Regions from separate parts of the Hordeum vulgare genome. Here region 1 is linked to region 2. The links are chromatin contacts, called in public Hi-C maps. All regions are on one chromosome and are shown on one strand. Each heading gives the region's core, a stretch centred on a gene start, on an enhancer-like site or on the middle of the called end of the contact. The rest is flanking DNA. Distances are from core to core; before and after follow the strand shown.

Region 1 (5,676 bases), core at 1,162-3,661, 190 kb after region 2:
CATTGCAACATAACTGGGTGACTACAAATATGCTCTATAGGTATCTCTGTGGGTGTTTATTGAGCTGGCATGGATCAAGACTCGGATTTGTCACTCTGTATGACGGAGAGGTATCTCGGGGACCACACGGTAATACAACATCACAAGAAGCTTGCAAGCAATGTGACTAAGGAGTTAGTCACGGGATCTAGTGGACGAGTAAAGAGACTTGCCGGTAATGAGATTGAACTAGGTATGTAAATACCAATGATCGAATATCGGGCAAGTAACATACCGATGGACAAAGGGAACTCCATACGGGATTGATTGAATCCTTGACATCGTGGTTCGACCAATAAAGATCTTCGTAGAATATGTAGGAACCAATATGGACATCCAAGTCCCACTATTGGTTATTAACCATAGAGGTGTCTCGGTCATGTGTGCATAGTTCTCGAACCCGCAGGGTCTTCACACTTAACGTTCGGTGACGCTAGAGTAGTATTGAGATATGTACGTTGGTGACCGAATGTTGTTCGGATTCTCGAATGAGATCCAAGACATCACGAGGAGCTTCGGAATGGTCAGGTCGTAAAGATTTATATATGAGAAGTCATATTTTGGCTACTGGAAAAGTTTTGGGTTTTATCGATATTGTACCGGGAAGCTTCTGGAAGGTTCCAGAGGGTTCCGGAAGGATCCCTCCAGTACCTAGGACGTGCATGGGATGTAAGGGGCGTCCAAGCTTTGTTGGGCCAGCCCCCAAGGGCCCATGCAGTTGGGAGGGAAGAGTCCCTAAAGGGGAAGGCACCTCCTAGGTGCCTTGGGGAGGGAGGAAACCTCCATAGGCCCATGCCCTGTCCTTGGAGGAGCGGCTAGGACCACGACCCAACCCTCCCCCTTGCCTCCTATATATAGTGGGGGATAGGGAGGGGCTGAACACACCAATTCCCACGCCCTGGTGGCAGCCCTACCTCTCCCATAACTTCTTTTTCTTCTCAGATCGGTTCCGGCAGCGCTTGGCGAAGCCCTGCTGGCACTGCTCCACCATCATCTCCAACATGTTTGTTAGAGCATATTTCTCCGTATGTGGTTTTGGTAATTTATGACAATCCCTATGGACTAATGGTTGCCTTAAGTTATATTTGTAGGTTTTGTCCATAGGCATTTCTTGAAGTCCATGTGTTGGTTTCAAGGAGTTCATATGATGACCAAGGTGGCATTCAAGGTTTTATCCAAAGATTGGTCATAAAGACACAAGGTTGATCAAGACTAAGACAAAGAGTAAATCAAGTTGATCAACACACAAAGCGTACAAGGTGTACCGAGAGGGGTCAAGTGATCCCATGGTATGGTAATTATTGTTCATTACGCTTCTGTGTACTAACCCATGGTCTTCGTCAGAGTTCTATGTGGGGTTAGGTGTGTTTCCATGGGCTTGCGTCAAGAGGAAGATCTCATACAACCCATGAAGGATGACGTCAAGTGGTGATCGTCATCAAGATTGCGGTGTGCAAGTTCAAGTGGAGCATCACGAAGATATCGTGCTTGAAGCTTACCGTCCATTTGGTGGCAATGGACTTGTGAAGATGTGCTGAAGAGTGGCTCACTCATAGTGAGTATGGGGACATAATTAACTAGTCTTCATCAAGCCAATGCAATCAAGAAAGGTGGTCCATCTTGTGGAAGTCAAGATCGTCATCATCTAGCTCAAGTGGACTATGTGCAAGATATAGGTTTGCCCTTGATAGGTTTTACTATTTTAGGATAGTTTGCAGTACTGTCAAGGGGGGCTCTCAAGTGAGTAGCTTGATCGTATCGTTCGTTGAGAGCTCAAACCATTTGCATCCTTGCATCATATTTCTTGGTTCTTGTTTGGTGTTTCTCTTTGTAAGTTGTAGAGCTTATGGTCATCTTCATGACAAGCTCAAGTTCATCGAAAACGGAGCTCATGTGTATCTTTTATGATGTTTTCGATGGTGTAGTTTTCTCCGGTTCTTCATTCATAAAGGTTTCACATCTCTATATCATTGACATTTTCATAAATGCATTTTCTTAAGATTTCCATAACGTAGTACATATAGATTTTCATAAAAATCAAACATTTGTAACTTTGATCAAGTTGAGGTGCTCTTCTAGGTGGAGTGATGCATATCACAAAGGTTGCTTTCGCCGCTCAGGTTCGAGCCTCCTCATTCTCCTATAAGAATAAGACAGGGGGCTTCTTTCCCTCTGCTCTCATTCTTAAAAAAAAAAAACTTTGATCGAATTTGTGAAGAAAATCATATAGATCTAATACCAAATGCATACTGGTAGATACATCACCAGACATACGTTCATGTTGTATGACCAGTTCATCACTGTGCCATCAGCTTTCTTCGGAAGAACCAAACGGTGGGTACCAATTAATAACATTCCAACAAACGTAGTACTATAGGACAGAGGCTTGCTCCAGAGACTCCACAAGGACACGCAGCGGAGCTACCTTGCATCCGCCAATGATTACCTTGGCCGATGCAGCACCAGACACTCGCCAGCTCTCTCGCACTCCTCACAAACCAAGCTAACTCGTCAATGGCTCCCGTGGCGAAGCAGGGCGGAGGCGCACCGCACCTCGTCTTCATCCCGAGCGCCGGCATGGGCCACCTGCTCCCCTTCTCCCGCTTCATCGGCGCCCTCGCCAGCGAGGGCGTCTTCGACATCTCCGTCGTCACCGCCCTCCCGACGGTCTCGGAGGCCGAGGCCGAGCAGTTGGCCGCCCTCTTCGCCTCCTTCCCCGCCATCCGGCGCATCGACTTCAACCTCCTGCCGCTCGACGACGCCACCCTTGCCGGCACGGATCCCTTCCTCCTGCGATGGGAGTCCCTGCGCCGCTCCGCTCATCTCCTCGGGCCGCTCATCGCCGGCGCCACGCCACGCGCGTCGGCCATCGTCACCGACGTCACTCTCGCTTCCCAGGTCATCCCCATAGCCAAGGACGAGCTGCAGCTCCCGTGCCACATCCTCTTCATCTCCTGCGCGACCATGCTGTCATTCCTCGCCTACTTCCCCACCTACCTCGACGAAACCAACACAGACCACCTCGCTGGTGACGTCCACGTCCCAGCCATTGGACACATCCCGGTGAATTACCCCCCGCAGGTGCTGCGCAACCCCGACAGCCTCTTCACCAAGCAGTTCATCACCAACGGCCGCGAGATCACCGAGGCGGACGGCATTCTCGTCAACACGTTCCACGCCTTGGAGCCAGAGGCACTCACCGCCCTGCGTGACGGCAAGGTCGTCCCCGGATTCCCTCCGGTGTTCGCAGTCGGCCCGCTCAAGTCGACGACCACAGGTAAGGAGGAGGCGGCCTCTGCACCTATTGCCTGGCTCGGAGAGCAGCCGGCGCGGTCGGTGGTGTACGTGGCCTTCGGCAACCGCAACGCGGCGGCGCTGGACCAGATCCGCGAGATCAGCGCCGGGCTGGAGGCGAGCGGCTGCCGGTTCCTGTGGGTGGTGAAGACGACGGTGGTGGACCGCGATGACACCGCGGAGCTGAACGACGTGCTAGGCGACGGGTTCCTGGCGCGTGTGCATGGGCGCGGCCTGGTGACCAAGGAGTGGGTGGACCAGGAGGCGGTCCTGAAGCACCCGGCCGTGGGTCTGTACCTGAGCCACTGCGGGTGGAACTCGGTGACGGAGTCGGCCGCGTACGGCGTGCCGATGCTGGCATGGCCGACGCTGGGCGACCAGCGCCTGATCTCCACGGTGATAAGGAGCGGCGGCTTCGGTCTGTGGGTGGAGCACTGGAGCTGGGACGGCGGGGAGGACTCGCTGGTCCGCGGCGCGGAGATAGCGGAGAAGGTGAAGGAGGTGATGGGCGACGAGGCGATCTCGGCGAAGGCCAAGGAAATCAGCCAGGCGGCGGCCAAGGCCGTCGCCGAAGGCGGGTCCAGCTACCGCAGCATGCAGGAGTTCCTTGCCACGCTCAGCTGACTGCTCTCTGTTACCGAGAGCCGTTAATGAACCTCATGTTATGTACTTACTACTTACTACGTGGTGTTGCTCTTTGTGTCGTCGTTTTTCGACCTACTGAATCGGTCACTATGCATGCTGCTATAATCGTGGATCAATCAAGAATAAAAAGGAGGTTGCTAAATCTCCTTCGACTGAAGTCTTAATCAATGTTGTATTCGTGAGATCCTATGTGAAAATATATTCGTGTACATTTTTTGCTTTATTTTTTCTTTCTTCTATTTTATATGTTGTCTCACTTAACTTAGACTTGATTAAGTCTAAGATCTAGTCATTCCCATAAAAAAAGAGAACCAGGAAAACAAACATGAGTGACATGCATTTTCTGTCTCTCATTTTTTTGGCTGGATGAACGAAAGCATTGCATGTCTGATCTTTGCTGGTGAGCCGTCAATTTATTACTAGTACTACGTAGTACTACTACACTACAATAGATGACACAGACAGATGCATATATATGTCTGGCGGGGGCACGACAGTGTAGTTGATTAACTCGCGACCCTCAGCCGGCCGGCCCGCCCGCCGGTGATATACTGGTTACAAATGCAACGTTATTTCGTTGCAGGTAGGTATTGTTGGCGATGAGCCGATGCTAGATAGAGGAACTTTCAAGTACAACAAAACACATCACGAACTGGTTCTCATCTTATTCAAAGAAAACAAACATTAAAGGAACTTATGGCGACACTTGCTGATCACCATAGAGCTTCTTCCTGATCTGCAACACAAGATAAATTGAAGAGAAACATTTCAGCTGCTACATGCACATGCGTAAATGGAAGAAGAAAATAGATATAGGGTGCGTACTGACCTCAGGAAGCTTTTGCCTGAAGCAAACATCCACCCTAGTGTCCAGCGTGTTGTCGCAGACGATCTTGCCGTCCTGCGACGCCAGCACCACGCCTCCAGAGCTATACCCAAACTCAACAATCAGATGAAGGCTCAACCGCAGTTGATCGACATTTTAGTGTCAATGGAGGAATCCATATATGCAGCTATATATCGGGCGCATGCGGGTGTACCAGGCGGGTCCGTGGGCGGTGTCGTTGATCCTCTGCGGCGGGAGGTGGACCTTGCCGTCGATGATGATCTTGGGGAGGTTCACCTTGAGCTTCTCGGCGTACTCCTTCTTGGCCGCCTCCAGCACCGGCTCCACGTGGACGCGGTCCGCCTCCCTGCACCGCAGCACCACCGACGACTCCCGCAGCCGGAGCAGGCTCTGCTCCGCCCATCCCTTCATCGGTCATCCTGAAGCAACTGCGATATGCGATACTAGTTAACTAACTGACCTGCACGATGAGGCTCTTGAGGATCTTCCTGTAGACGTTGGTGTCCTTGGTGACGCGGAGCAGCGCCTTGCACGCGTTCTCCTTCATCTCGCCCACGATGTCGTCCTGCGCCTGCAGCACCTTGATGCGCGCCGCGTTCAGCTCCATCGAGTAGTCGCTGCATGCATGCATCATGCTAGTCAGGCCAGGCCAGCCGGCGCAGCTAGCTTCATGAGAGAAGGAGACGAGAACGAGATGGGCATCATGCATGCATGTCGACGACTCACATCTTCCTGCGGATGTCCACCTGCTTCTGCTTCCGCTCGTACTCCTGCTTGATCTTCCTCTTCTCCGACTCCACCAGCTGCAGCTTCTCTATGTTGAAATCCTGCAGCCAGCCAGCCAGCCAGGG
Region 2 (5,754 bases), core at 341-2,840:
AATAAATTGAAAGGTAAGAAAAATCTAGATTTTCACAATGCTCAACGACGGCTCTGAAAAATGTGGAGAGAGATTTTGGGATTTTGCAAGCTCAATTTGCTATTGTGAGAGGACCGGCTAGATTTTGATATCAAAAGATCCTTTGATACATCATGCACGCTTGTGTGATCATGCATAACATGATCATCGAGAATGATCGTGGCTGAAATTTAGGCTACTCTCAGTATGAGCTCTTGGGACATCCCGTGCGAGTGCGTCGCAGTGCTACGAAGGTGGCCCGATCTGTTGCTTTTTATCATGTCATTCGACGTCCCCAAACGCATAATAATCTTCAGAAGGATCTAATCTAGGAGTGGTGAACATGAAATGACGAGAAAATGAATGATGATTTGTATGTTTGATATTGTAGTGTGGAACTATTATTTTATGTGTTTGATTTTTTTGGTTTTATTTGGAGTGTCATATGTTGTTTGTGTTGGGCATGCTGGAACGGCTCGCGCGTGCAATTTTTTACGACGGTCGCTGGAGCCAGCGCTCACCGGCGCGTTAAAAATCGTTATTTCGAAGCTTCAAAATGTTTTTAGCTCGCACCGGTTACGCGACTGTTGAAGACGCTGTTAGAGCTGGTTTGGTGTAGCCCGATAGAGATGCCCTTTAGAGCATCTCCAACAGTCGCGTTAAAAAAAATAATCCTTTTCACTCGCGCTACCGCTCCGGCTGCGCAAAGTGGAGGCGTAAAAATCGCGCGCGCGACATAACCAGTTCAACGCGCGGGCGAAAACGCCATTACACGTCGTTTATTTGCTGCGCCTGCTCCCTCGCGTTGCACACTCGAGCACCCGCTCGCAACTCCACCTACCCCATCCAGCCGCGGTGCCGCCGACGCTTGCGCCACCCCATTTCTTCCGGCGACTATTCTGGCGCTTTCCCGGCCTATCCCCCGCGCCGCCGCCGCTTCCTCCGTCTCTCTCTAGTCACCGCCGCTCGGCCGCCCACTGTCGCTCTCCGTTCAAAGTGGCAAACATTTGTGAAGCCGTTGAAAAAACAGGAAGGTAAAAAAAATCTTGATTTCCACAATGCTCAGGAGGCGGCTAGAAAAGATGTGGAGAGAGCTTTTAGGATTTTGGAAGCCCAATTTGCTATTGTGAGAGGACCGGCTAGATTTTGGGATCAAAAGATACGTTGGTACATCTTACACGCTTGTGTGATCATGCACAACATGATCATCGAGAATAAGCGCGGCCAAGATTTAGACTACTCTCACTATGAGCTCTTGTGACATCCCGTGCGAGTGCGATGGAGGACTGAAAGGGTGGCCCGTTTTGTTGCCTCTTATCATGCCATTCGGCGTCCCGAAACGCATAATGATCTTCACAAGGATTTCATCAAGGAGTGGTGGACATGGAATGACCGACAAAGAGCATCACGATTTGTGCGTTTGATGTTGTATTGTTAAACTATTTGTTGTATTGAAAGATAAACTATTTGTTTGAGTTGTAATAATGAAATTAAACTATTTTTATTAGATTATTTTATTCGTGTTTGATTTTTTTTCTTGTGTTTTAAACGCATATGTTATTTGATCGATAGTGACCTTGCATTTTAACGCGGAAGCTACATACGCGCTCTACATTTTAGAGCGACCGTTGAAGCCAGTTTTAACCGTCACGTCAAAACGGACGAGCGCCGCAAACTGATTTTTAGTGGGTCGGGCGTTGCGCGAATGTTGGAGATGCGCGCACATCCTATGTCTCCGTGGTTAAGCTCGCTCCACTCACCAGTCACCACACACACACTTGTGACAGGAAAATTTCCGCGCGTCAGAAGCTGCGCCGAGCAGAACATGGACGGGCGCGGAGCAGCACCGCCGCCGGCGTCGCGGATTTGTAGCTGGCACGTCGACGATGAATCCGAGCTAGGCGAGGAGGAGCTCGGTGTCTTCACCGCCGAGCGCTACTTCAACGGCGCCCTCGCCGCCGAGGAGGCTTTGTGGTGCGACCGCTCGTCGTCGTCGTTCTCGTCCGTGTTCAAGACATGGCAGCACGACGGATCTGCCCCGACGCCGACGGCTGCCACCAGCTCGTCGGAGGCCAGCTGGAACAGCCGCTGTGCGCTTCTGCCTAACCGTCCGGCGGTCGCAGCCCCCTCGCCGGTTGAGAGCAAGCCGGAAGCCAGGACAGAGAGTGATCAGACCGGAAGAAAGGCACGCCCGTCGTCGTCTCACCTGCGGCGTTGGCTTCTCGGCATGGCAGGGCGTGCCTGCGCCTGGGGCGACGGCGAGGAGTCGGTGAGCACCGACGACCTGAGTCGCCATGAACTGGAGGCCGGCACCGGCTCCGCTCATGGTGTCCAGAAACGCAGCACCGAAGCGGATGCGGCGCTGCCAAGAATGACGAGCAAGCAGACCGCCCTGGAGGGCGTCACCGCGACGAGGGTGATGTCTGGCAAGTGGGTCGACGACGGCGACGAACCACTTACCGTGCCGGTCGCGGAAGCTACGCACAGTCGAGCTGCGAACTCCATGACTGGCTACGGCGGGAATCCCGCAGCCAACGCGTCGTACAACGACCGGCTCCGGCGGGAATCTTTGGACATGTTTCAGTTTCACCAGGCAGGCCAAGGCTCTGCCATTACAATCGTGGCGGGAAGCACGGCGCAGGGTGGTGCTGCAAGTGCAGGCGGCGGTGCTAGAGGAAGCCCGGATTCACCAAACAGGAGGCGCGACTCTGGCGATCTCGAGAGCATGTGCCCGCCAAGCGAGGCGAGCGTGGTGTGGAGCGTGGTCACCGCGGAAGGCGCCGCGTCCGGTAACTTCTCCAGCGCGGCCTCGGGATGCTACTACTACTTCGACGACGGCGACGGAGAGACGGCGCGGCAAATGGCGGCAGGAGGAAAGATCAACCGGAGGAGGCGAAGCAACGGCAGCCGCTTGCTGATGGGCTGTATGTCCAAGAGGGCAGCCGACGCTGTCGGCCCCGGCTCGGACGCGCGTCTACCGGCCGGAGGTAGAGCCGGCGCCGATGGCGAGGTGAGCGGCCCAGACATGACGCGCCGCCGGTAGGTGTGCTCGGTTTTGGTGTATGCGACGATTGAGATGTGTGGATTTTTGGATGCATGCATGCATGGACCGGTGGATGTGTATTTTTCTGGAGAAGTAATTGATCATTTCTAGTATTATTAGCCTAACGTAGGAGTAATTGCGATAGGGATGCGGTGTGGACGATGCTCTTCAAAGCTGTCATTATCTGTGTACAGTCGTGTAGTCCTCAACCTGTCAACCATACATGCGAGATGTTACGTCCACAATAATCGTTGAACAGTTTTCAGAACGGTACGTTGAACGTGGTCTATATGCTGTGTATGACGTTGGTTTCTTCCCGGTCAAACTGGTCTTCCACAGAGATAGCCACCTACCGTGGATGAGACGGAGTTTTTCCTCTGAACCCTAAAACCTCTCCGGCGATTGGTTAGGTGGACCTGACGACGGCCGTCGATCTCATCGACGGGGCGCTTGGCTGAGGAAGTGACCGGGGGTGGCTTCTGCGTCCACAGGTAGGGAACAACAACGGAGTGGTGCCCTCTCCCCGTGCTAGGCTCGAGCGCAGATGCAGGAGGCACTAGGAAAACTTGTCATCTCGGAGGAGGAGGCGACACCTTTATGTTGAAAATATGCCCTAGAGGCAATAATAAGATGGTTATTATCATATTTCCTTGTTCATGATAATCGTCTATTGTTCATGCTATAATTGTATTAACAGAAAACAGTAATACATGTGTGAATAAATAGATCACAATGTGTCCCTAGCAAGCCTCTAGTTGGCTAGCTCGTTAGTCAATAGATGATCATGGTTTTTTGATCATGGGCATTGGATGTCATTGATAACGAGATCACATCATTGAGATAATGATGTGATGGACAAGACCCAATCCTAAGCATAGCACTAGATCGTATTGTTCGTATGCTAAAGCTTTTCTAATGTCAAGTGTCTTTTCCTTCCACCGTAAAATTGTGCAACTCCCGGATACCGTAAGAGTGCTTTGGGTGTATCAAACGTCACAACGTAACTGGGTGACTATAAAGGTGCACTACGGGTATCTCTGAAAGTGTCTGTTGGGTTGGTACGAATCAAGATCAGGATTTGTCACTCCGTGTGACGGTGAGGTATCTCTGGGCCCACTCGGTAGAACATCATCATGAGCTCAATGTGACTAAGGAGTTAGTCACACGATGACGTGCTACGGAACGAGTAAAGAGACTTACCGGTAACGAGATTGAACAAGGTATTGGTATATCGACGATCGAATCTCGGGCAAGTTCTATACCGACAGACAAAGGGAATCGTATACGGGATTGATTGAATCCTTGACATCGTGGTTCATCCGATGAGACCATCGTGGAGCGAGTGGGAGCCACCATGGGTATCCAGACCCCGCTGATGGTTATTGGCCAGAGAGGTGTCTCGGTCATGTCTGTCTGTCTCCCGAACCCGTAGGGTCTACACACTTAAAGTTCGATGACGCTAGGGTTATAGGGAATTGTTATACGAGGTTACCGAAAGTTGTTCGGAGTCCCGTATGAGATCCCAGACATCACGAGGAGCTCCGGAATGGTCCGGAGGTAAAGATTGATATATAAGATGGATGGGTTTGGATGTCGGAAGTGTTTCGGGCGTCACCGGTAACGTACCGGGACCACCGGAGGTGGCCCCGGGGGTCCACCGAAGGGGGGCAACAACCCCAAGAGGCTAGATGGGCCAAGTGCGGGAGGGAACAAGGCCCCTAGGTGGGCTAGTGCGCCTCCCACACCCAGCCCAATGCGCAAGTGGTGGGGAGAGGGGGCAACCCTAGGCGCAGGTGGGCCTTAGGCCCACCAGGTGGTGCGCCACCCCCTCCCACCCTAGCCGCCGGCCCCTAGGGAGGGAACCCTAGGGGTGGCGCAACCCCTCCCCCTCCTCCTATAAATAGAGAGGGGTTTTGGCCCTTGGGAGATAGACTTCTCCCTCTCCCTCGACGCAGCCCTGCCCTTCTTCCTCCTTCTCTCTGTCGGTGCTTGGCGAAGCCCTGCCGGGAGACCTCATCTCTCCGTCGACACCATGCCGTCGTGCTGCTGGAGTTCTTCCCCAACCTCTCCCTCCTCCTTGCTGGATCAAGGTGCGGGAGACGTCATCGGGCTGCACGTGTGTTGAACGCGGAGGTGCCGTAGTTCGGCACTAGATCGGAATCACACCGCGATCCGAATCGCTGCGAGTACGACTCCATCAACCGCATTCTAGTAACGCTTCCGCTTAGCGATCTTCAAAGGTATGAAGATGCTCTTACCCCTCTCTCGTTGCTGGTATCTCCATAGGAAGATGTGAATATGCGTAGGAAAATCTTGAATTTATGCTACGTAACCCAACACTTTGATCATCGATGACTCCGACGAGGGATCACCGCAGAAGTGGTTGATCGCGGGGAAGGTTCTGTTTCGCAATCTACTGCACATCCAAACGATTCAGAGTGCCCTTCGCCTGGTTGGGGAAACCCGCGGGGTCAGATCTTTAGATCTCTGGGAGAGAACATGTTTGTAGCCGAATTCGAGTCCAAGCGGGATCGTGACCGAGTGTGGGAGGGATCCCCGTGGCACATCAACAAGCATGCAGTCATTCTTCAGGATTTCGAAGAACAGATGCAACCTTCGGAGCTGGTGTTTGACAAGTTGCCTGTTTGGGTTCGTGTCGTCAATCTACCATACAATCTCAGAAACAACAAGTG

The links. Hi-C and Micro-C count contacts between places; a contact is called where the count stands out from the background.
Region 1: a Hi-C map of leaf shows a contact between it and region 2, with 4 times the contacts expected there. The contact joins the promoter of LOC123413897 here to the promoter of LOC123413881 in region 2. A contact is called at or near these places in 3 of 6 Hi-C or Micro-C datasets (leaf, seedling and an unstated tissue).

Annotation. Positions count from the first base shown.
Region 1 is chr1H:452,590,013-452,595,688 of MorexV3_pseudomolecules_assembly, forward strand. LOC123413897 (UDP-glycosyltransferase CGT-like) reads left to right here and starts at 2,412. Exons shown (of 1, transcript XM_045106624.1): 1 at 2,412-4,201. The coding sequence starts at 2,494. The coding sequence ends at 3,957. LOC123413913 (V-type proton ATPase subunit E) reads right to left here. Exons shown (of 6, transcript XM_045106626.1): 2 at 5,552-5,652; 3 at 5,286-5,442; 4 at 5,019-5,215; 5 at 4,808-4,907; 6 at 4,624-4,714. The coding sequence ends at 4,673.
Region 2 is chr1H:452,403,002-452,408,755 of MorexV3_pseudomolecules_assembly, forward strand. It overlaps LOC123413881 (prophage side tail fiber protein homolog StfR-like), which reads left to right and starts at 1,591. Exons shown (of 1, transcript XM_045106623.1): 1 at 1,591-3,174. The coding sequence starts at 1,724. The coding sequence ends at 3,061.